2 separate regions of the Sus scrofa genome follow, and region 1 is linked to region 2. The links are chromatin contacts, called in public HiChIP or PLAC-seq maps. All regions are on one chromosome and are shown on one strand. Each heading gives the region's core, a stretch centred on a gene start, on an enhancer-like site or on the middle of the called end of the contact. The rest is flanking DNA. Distances are from core to core; before and after follow the strand shown. Region 1 has its middle 150 kb from the start of PSMG1. Region 2 has its middle 84 kb from the start of ETS2.

Region 1 (3,643 bases), core at 858-3,357, 250 kb before region 2:
AACACTCTCCTCTCACAAAGGCGAGTCATCGGATGAAGTCCTGGGAGTTCACGCACCCACTTTGGAGACCAGGTAGGTGGGTGGAGGGCAGCCACATCTCCAATCGGGATAAATATGGGTCTGTTGTCTCCCTAGCACAAGGTAAACTCGTTCCAAGCAAACCACGTGCCTCTGCAGTTTTGGAGCTGAGCGATTCTCAGCCGGCCCTACTCAGATCTTGAAATACTGAGTTCATTTCTCAGGTCTGGGCTCTGTGATTACAAGCCAACGTGTGTTCATTTCACCAAAATACCTCCGACTGAGATGTTGAATGCCTCACAGCTCCCTGATCTCTCGAAACAGTGGGCTAAGAGAAAAGCTAAGTCTCCTAAAAGTTTTCTCTTCTCCTTTGCTGGACAAATGTCTCCAAAGTGGGTGCATGAACCCCAGGACTTCACCTGATGACTCGCCTTTGTGGGAGGAGAGTATTTTTAAGCTGGCCGAGTGTAACGTCCTCAAGGAATTTCCAGGGTGGGTCTTGGATGACCTCTGCGGAGAATTTTGCCTTCCAAGGGGAAGGTGATAGAAGACAGGCAGGGAAAAGCTGAGAAGCTTTTTCAAGAGCATCCTGAGGTCAGCTGGTGAGAAATCAAGAAGCCGCACAGGGGACGTGATAGGAACAGGTCCAGGGCGCGTGTTCCTTGCCCTTCACCTTGTTATTATCTTTGTTTGGATGTTGGTCCCCAAGTCACCCAGTAGTTAGAGAGGCATCATGCTGCCGCGTTAGCAATCTCGCTGCTTGCACTATACTTACCGAGCTCCTGTCCCCTGCAGCCCACAGCCCTCCGTGGGCAATTATTTGTCCCCATAACACTCCTGGGAGTGGAGTTTCCATTGGGTAAGCTCTCTCATGATAAGGCCGCTTCCCCTTAGGCACATGAAAGAAAAACAGTCAAACCCTCAACACAGGAGGACTTTTCAGCAAAATGCAGGTGGTGGATCACGGGTATTTTCCCTTCTGTATTTTTGATTTTTTAAAGTTCTATTTTATATTACTTTATTTTCTTTTGTTTTTTTTTGGCTGTGGCATGCAGCGGCTGGATGTGGGTTCTCAATTCCCAGCCCTGGGATTGAACCCAGGCCTCAGCAGAGAAAGTGCTGAGTCCTAACCACTGGACCACCAGGGAACTCTCTAGTCTGTGGATTTTTTTTTTTTTTTTCTTTTTAAGGCCCCACCATCAACATATGGAACTTCCTGGGCTAGGGGTCAAATCGGAGCTGCAGCTGTGGCTTACACTACAGCCACAGCAACATGGGAGCCAAGCCACATCTGTGACCTACACCACAGCTTGTGGCAATGCTGGGTCCTTAACCCACTGAGGGAGGCCAGGGATTGAACCTGCGTCCTCAGGGCCACTATGTCAGGTTCTTAACCCACTGAGCCACACCGGGAATTCGTATCCTGTTTGTTTGTTTTTGTAAATCAAGAATGGAGGTGAATTGCCTCCAGCTGCTGCATCAGTGCATCAATACGTGGAACCTCAGTTGTCTGACTCCCATTTGATGGCTCTTTTGCTAACGTCTGTAGGAAGATTTAGATCCAGGAACCTTTGTTATCTCGAAGGTTCGATAAAACACAATAGGCTCCTACCAGCGGGTAAAAAGTTCCTCTTAACAGGGTGTGCGTGTGTGTGTGTGTGTGTGTGTGTATGTGTGTTCACAAAAAAAGGGCCCTGGAGAGTCCAGATGAGAGAGTAAAGGTGGGTTTAGAAAACTGGTTAGTCTCCAAAAATGGGGTCCGGTCACCCTGAGAGGGACCAGGGGCCCTGCAGAAGGAAGCAGCTGACGATACATGTTGGAAGGAAACAGGACGTGGCTGGATTCTGAGTCTACGTCATTCACTGACGGACAGAGTCGGAGAATGAGCAGAACACCTCCAGATGCTGAGCGAGAAAGGAAAGGGTTCCGATCAGGCCACCCTAACTCAGAGAGGTGGACAGTTCCTTCCAGGAGAATGAGACACTCCATGACATTTGCCGGACTCTAGCGGCTCAGAATCCTGACGCAGTCTGAGCAAAACTGCTTACTAATGTTATGGGATGACTGAGGCTTAAGGGGATACGAAGCGAGCTTTCCAGGAAAGCAAAAACCACACTGGGCGTAACGCTCACTTCTCCTTTGTTGGCACAATGGTGACCGCTCACAAGATCTCTGTGGAGGCTGGTGGCATCCATCCATGGGCAACAGGAAGTGCACATCTCTGGACATGAGTAATTGCATTGGAAGTTTGGTTTCCACAGAAAGCTGGGCATGGTGACCCAGCTCCCCTGGCCCCTTGAAACTGGCTTCCTGGGCTGCCTGGTGACTATGTGTCAAGAGATGCAGGAATTGGAGCCCCAGTCCCTGCTGTGGAGACACAATGCAAACCAGCGCCCACTTGAAAGATCAGAGAAAAAGTTCTGATATTTCTCCTTTCATTAAAATAAAGGTTTTGTTTGTTTGTTTGTTTGTTTTTAGCTGTGTCTGCAGCATGTGGAAGTTCCCGGGCCAGAGATTAAATCTGAGCCACAGCTGTGACCCATGCTGAATCCTTTACCCACTGCGCCAGGCTGGGGATCAAACCTGCACCTCTGTAGTGACCCAAGCCACTACAGTTGGATTCTTAACCCACTGGACACAGCGGGAACTCCAAACATATTTTCAAAGTGTGAACCCATAGCTGCACTAGGGAAATACATGACAAAACTTCAAATCCAGCCCTCTAATATAATGGCTCTTTCATTTAAAAATATTTGCTTCTCTGAGTTTTAAAACACGCTCAGGAATGGAGCGCACACGCTTTGCCGCATGGGAAACTCTCCAAAGGAGTGACATCTTGTCTCTTTCTGCAACTCATGGCACAAAAGCCCCGCCCTTTCTTGTCCTCCGAGGTTATCTACTGTGTGACTCTGGGGTCGAGGCTGGGGTCGAAGGTCATCCTGGCTCCCAGGCTGGTAAACGAGGCCAGGGCAGGTGACGATGGAGCAGCTGTCACGATCTCAAAGCAACACCTGATCCTTTCGTTTGATAGGTTAACCTGCGCCACGAAGCTGCCCAGCTCGCCTCCCCACTGCCCATCCCGCTTCCCGCTACGGCTCTGGGTGATGCGGGGCTGGAGGACCCGCTACACCGTCGCCTGATGGCTGAGCCCTTTGAAGCAGCCTCCATCCCCACGCGCCTGCGCGGAGGGCCCTCGTCTTCCGCGGGCAGGTTCTAGGCCAAGGGGGATGGGGTAGAAGGGGAGGCGCCACTAGGAAGGATGGCGGTGTGTGTGCGAGTGAGCTTGGGTGATGGCGTGTACATGAGTGTGTGCGGTTGTAAGCGTGTGTGTGAGTCTGTGTGCGCACGCAATGTGGTTGCAGTAGCCCTGGCTCATCAACCCAGCTCTGAAGGCAGTTCCCAGGACAGGTGTTCCCAGAACGTTTTGAGGGGCCTCTCCAGGGGAGCCGCGCCGTGGGTACCCCTTCCTGCGGGTGAGCCAGTTCTGCGGGTGGATTTGTTCTAAGCCCTGTGGGGTCCATCTTATCAAGGGCATGGTTTGCGTCGCCTGGAACCGAGGCTGGGGGAGTGGGCAGGGACAGCTCCCTGGAGAGGTGGGTTTCCACGTGGACCACGGGGTGCGGCC
Region 2 (3,797 bases), core at 359-2,858:
GAGGCCAAACCTTTCTGTGCTACAGTGGAAGATAAGACATAATGAACAAGTCCCATATGTGACTGAAATACACGCAGTGGAAGATACCGGAAGTGGTGCCGGGAGCGCTTCTCTGTCGAGGGAGGAGGGTGTGCCCGGCCCTGAGAGCCTGCATATTTGTAGGTGGAAGCTGCACTAGACTTGTTTGCATAAGGCTGATCTTTGCACTCAGAATAAAACCCACACTTGCTGCCCATCATTCAAGGCCCTGCAGGAACTGGCCCTTCCGGTCTAGGGATGACATCACCTTGTGTTCCGTCCCCTAAGCTTCCTCCCCACTGACCTTTCCCTTCTCGGACTCACCAACCAGGTTCTCTGGGCCTTTGGCCCTGCACCCTTATCCCCCCAGGGGATGCCTTCATTCCCTCAGCTGTCTTCTTTACCGTCCTCCCTTAAGGCGTCCAGTTCCTCAGAGCCCTTCCCCTTCCTCCCTGGAACCATGAGACTATGGAGTAATCTGTGAATCTGCATGCCCTTTTGTTTCCTACTTGTTCCCTGCTTCAGAGAGTCACCTCCCTGGGAGCAGGGCTCCGTCTGTTCTGTCCCCACTGGAGAGTCAGTCTTCACAGTGCCAGCCACACAAGAGGGCAATGAAATATTTGGCTGATTGGCTTTCATCTGGTTCCTGGAAGGACGAAAGGGTTGGTATGCATTAGGTGATTATGAAATAGTTGTTCATTCATTCCCAATACTCTTTACATGTGTGGATTAATATTAGATTCTTTCTCTGGTTGCCCTGGCTCTAAGAGGATACTGAGAAACCCAAGGGGAGGAGCAGAGCTACGGATGGCTGGAGACTTAGAGTCCCACTCCTCAGGGAAGGCATCCTTGGCCCAAGGATGATCAAGAAGAGCCCTGAGCAGAGGCATCCAGAGTGTCAAGTACCGTCCAGCAGGGTGGAAAGAAGGAAGGTCTTCCACTGTCCCCGGCATTTCATTGTTCTAGAGCCACATGTGCAAACCAGGAAGAGCCTTGGGAAACTCTGGTTCCATCTCTTTTTTTTTCAAGTGTGGAATTAAAGGCTTGAGAAGAGAAGGGTCTCTCACCATGAGCTTCCTTGAGCCTTGAAATTTCAAATCCCAGGGGGCACATCAATCACTCTTTGTTTCTTGGGGATCTAGGCACTTCTGCTAAAACCTTTCTTTTTTTAATTTATATATTTATTTTTAGGGCCTCACTTGAGGCATATGGAAGTTCCTGGGCTAGGGATTGAATCAGAGCTACAGCTGCCAGCCTACACCACAGCTCACGGCAATGCCGGATCCTTAACCCACTGAGAGAGACCAGGGATCGAACCCACATCCTCCCCAGACACCATGTCGGGTTCTTAACCTGCTGAGCCGCACCAGGAGCTCCTAAAACCCTTTCTTGGACACAAATTGTGCTCAAACCTGTGGCATCACATCAGGTTTAATGTTACATCTTAAAAACAAAGAAGCAGAGACTTCACGACTCGCCGCAACCACTTTTGATCCGCAGAACTGGAATATTTTACAATAGAGCTGCAGCTTCCTGGACAGAGCCCTCTGTGCAGACTGCTTACACAGACATGAAGTGGTTCCACTTTCATATTCCCTCAGAGACGGGGAGGCAAAAGCCATCCCTTGGTTTAATTTGAAAGGCTAGAGGGAAGTTAGTTTTAAGGGGAGGAAAGCTTTGATTGATGCAAATGGAATGAACTTCAATGGTTTCCTTTGAGAAATCACTCTATTATGCAATTGTAGGAAGGTCAGAGTAATATGATTAAGCAAACAGGCAAACAGAAAGGGGAAAGGCAGGAGGGCATGGTTTTATATCAGGTTGAGCCAACGAGGGTGTGTCCTGCTTTCAGAGTCTCACAGTTTTAATTCTCCAAAGTTCACCGCTTGAATGATGCGCTTATTTGAGGGTTACGACTGGCGCGTTGATGAATAAAGCTTTCCCAGAATCTCTCATAAGTTCAGTTGCTGGGTTCCACCTCCCATCACCATCCAAGCCCTCCCATCACCACCCACCTTTTTCATCGTCTACCAACACACTTTCAAGGAGAAGTCTTTATATTTATTTGTTTGAAAGGAAGGTTTGTCCAGAGTTGACGTTGGATGGTTTAACAGATCCCTGATGTTCTGTTTCCTGACATGCAAACATCTGTGGCTCCTTTTTTTTTTTTTTTTTAACCTCAAACCCCTGGCATTTCAAAAAGGATTTGCTGAATGCTTTAAATCTTAGAAATGCAGTTGGCACAATGAAAGATATCCAGTAAGTATTTGTTGAATGCAATATTGGAATGTCAATTGACGGGGTGAATGGCCTTCGGCATTGCAAGCTGCTGCCTCCCATAATGCCGGGGTTTTGAACCAGCAATCCTTTTTTTTTTTTTTTTTGCGTTTTAGGGCCGCATCTGTGGCACATGGAGGTTCCCAGACTAGGGATTGAATCAGAGCTGCAGCTGCTGGCCTCCACCCCAGCCACAGCAACACCAGATCTGAGCCTCATCTGCGACCTACACCACAGGTCACAGCAACACCAGATCCTTAACCCACTGAGTGAGGCCAGGGATCGAACTTCTTTCGAAGTAGGATTGCTAGATTATATGGTACTTTTATATTTAGTTTTCTGAGGAACATCCATACTGTTTTTCATGGTGGTGGTACCAACTTACATTCCCACCAATAGTGTAAGTGTGTTCCTTTTTCCCCACATCCTCTCCGGCATTTATTGTTTGTAGGCTTTTTGATGATGGCATGATGTGACCCCTCACTGTATTTTTGATGTGCATTTCTCCAGTGATTGGCAATATTGAGCATCTCTTCACCGACTTTTTGGCCATCCGTGTAAATTCTTTTAAAATGATTTTTTTCCTCCACTGATTTTAAAGTGATGTATGCATGAAGAGGCCATGTAGTGTGATGGTTAAGGCCCTCTGGCGTCAGGAGCTGGCTTTAGATCCTGGCTCCCCTATGTAGTAGGAGTGTAGCCACAAGCAGTTTATTTAGTCTCACTCTTGCTTCCTTTCTTTCCGTCTGTAAAATGGGAACAATAGTCCACCTAAGTAAAATGGCTTTTGTGAGAGTAAATGAATGAATACACATTAAATATTTAGAGATGTCCTTAGCACAAAGTAAATGCTCAGTTAACCTGGTGAAAATTTGACAAGTTTGGAAAAGTCTGATGAAGAAAATACAGTCACCCATTTTCCACCACTCCCAGAACCAGGTAAATAACATTTTGCTTTGATCCTTCCCTATCCATTTTATAACCTATTTGGGGGTGTGCTGTTTATGAAAATGCTCATGGCTTTGTTTCACTTAACATGTCACCAGGACTTATTTTTATTATTTAAATTATTGGTAAGCATTCCGTGCCCCGTACTATGAACCATTTCCCTGTTGTTGGATACTTGGGTTTTTTCCCCAAATATCAAAAAACATTTAAAACAACTTATTTCTACCTTTATTATTTGGAATTATCTCTTGACTATAGAGCTGTTTTATCCTGTTAGTGAAGTAACGAGCATTTTTAAAAACCTTTCAGAACACAATGTATTAGACACGGGAGTGTCGAAACATGGTGGGGATGAAGCTTTTTTATCCCCGTCTTGGGAGGAATGTGATGAGGTATGAGACACGGTAATGGAGTAATAGACATTGAGCACATGTTCTTGGCCCAGAATCTGTCCCAAGTGCTTTACATGTATTAACCTGCAGCTTGACGCCTCCTGGAGAGTGACCGTTACTTTGATTTAAGCGATGCAAAAACTGAGGCACTGAAGAGGTTAG

Evidence for each region. HiChIP or PLAC-seq counts read pairs in DNA pulled down with a chosen protein or histone mark.
Region 1: a contact with region 2 is called in an H3K27ac HiChIP or PLAC-seq map of alveolar macrophages. The contact joins two enhancer-like sites. A contact is called at or near these places in 3 of 47 Hi-C or Micro-C datasets (embryonic fibroblasts, liver and mesenchymal stem cells) and 1 of 2 datasets of contacts at active chromatin or transcription factors (alveolar macrophages).

The regions. Positions count from the first base shown.
Region 1 is chr13:202,626,510-202,630,152 of Sscrofa11.1, reverse strand. No RefSeq gene overlaps it. Among named protein-coding and RNA genes, the nearest start is that of PSMG1, 150 kb to the left of the region's middle. Within about 2 kb of position 2,107, at least 14 of the 83 cell types and tissues checked have an H3K27ac peak or open chromatin away from gene starts, as enhancers often do. A contact at or near this core is called in alveolar macrophages and liver, where this site is marked.
Region 2 is chr13:202,378,177-202,381,973 of Sscrofa11.1, reverse strand. No RefSeq gene overlaps it. Among named protein-coding and RNA genes, the nearest start is that of ETS2, 84 kb to the left of the region's middle. Within about 2 kb of position 1,608, at least 17 of the 83 cell types and tissues checked have an H3K27ac peak or open chromatin away from gene starts, as enhancers often do. A contact at or near this core is called in alveolar macrophages and liver, where this site is marked.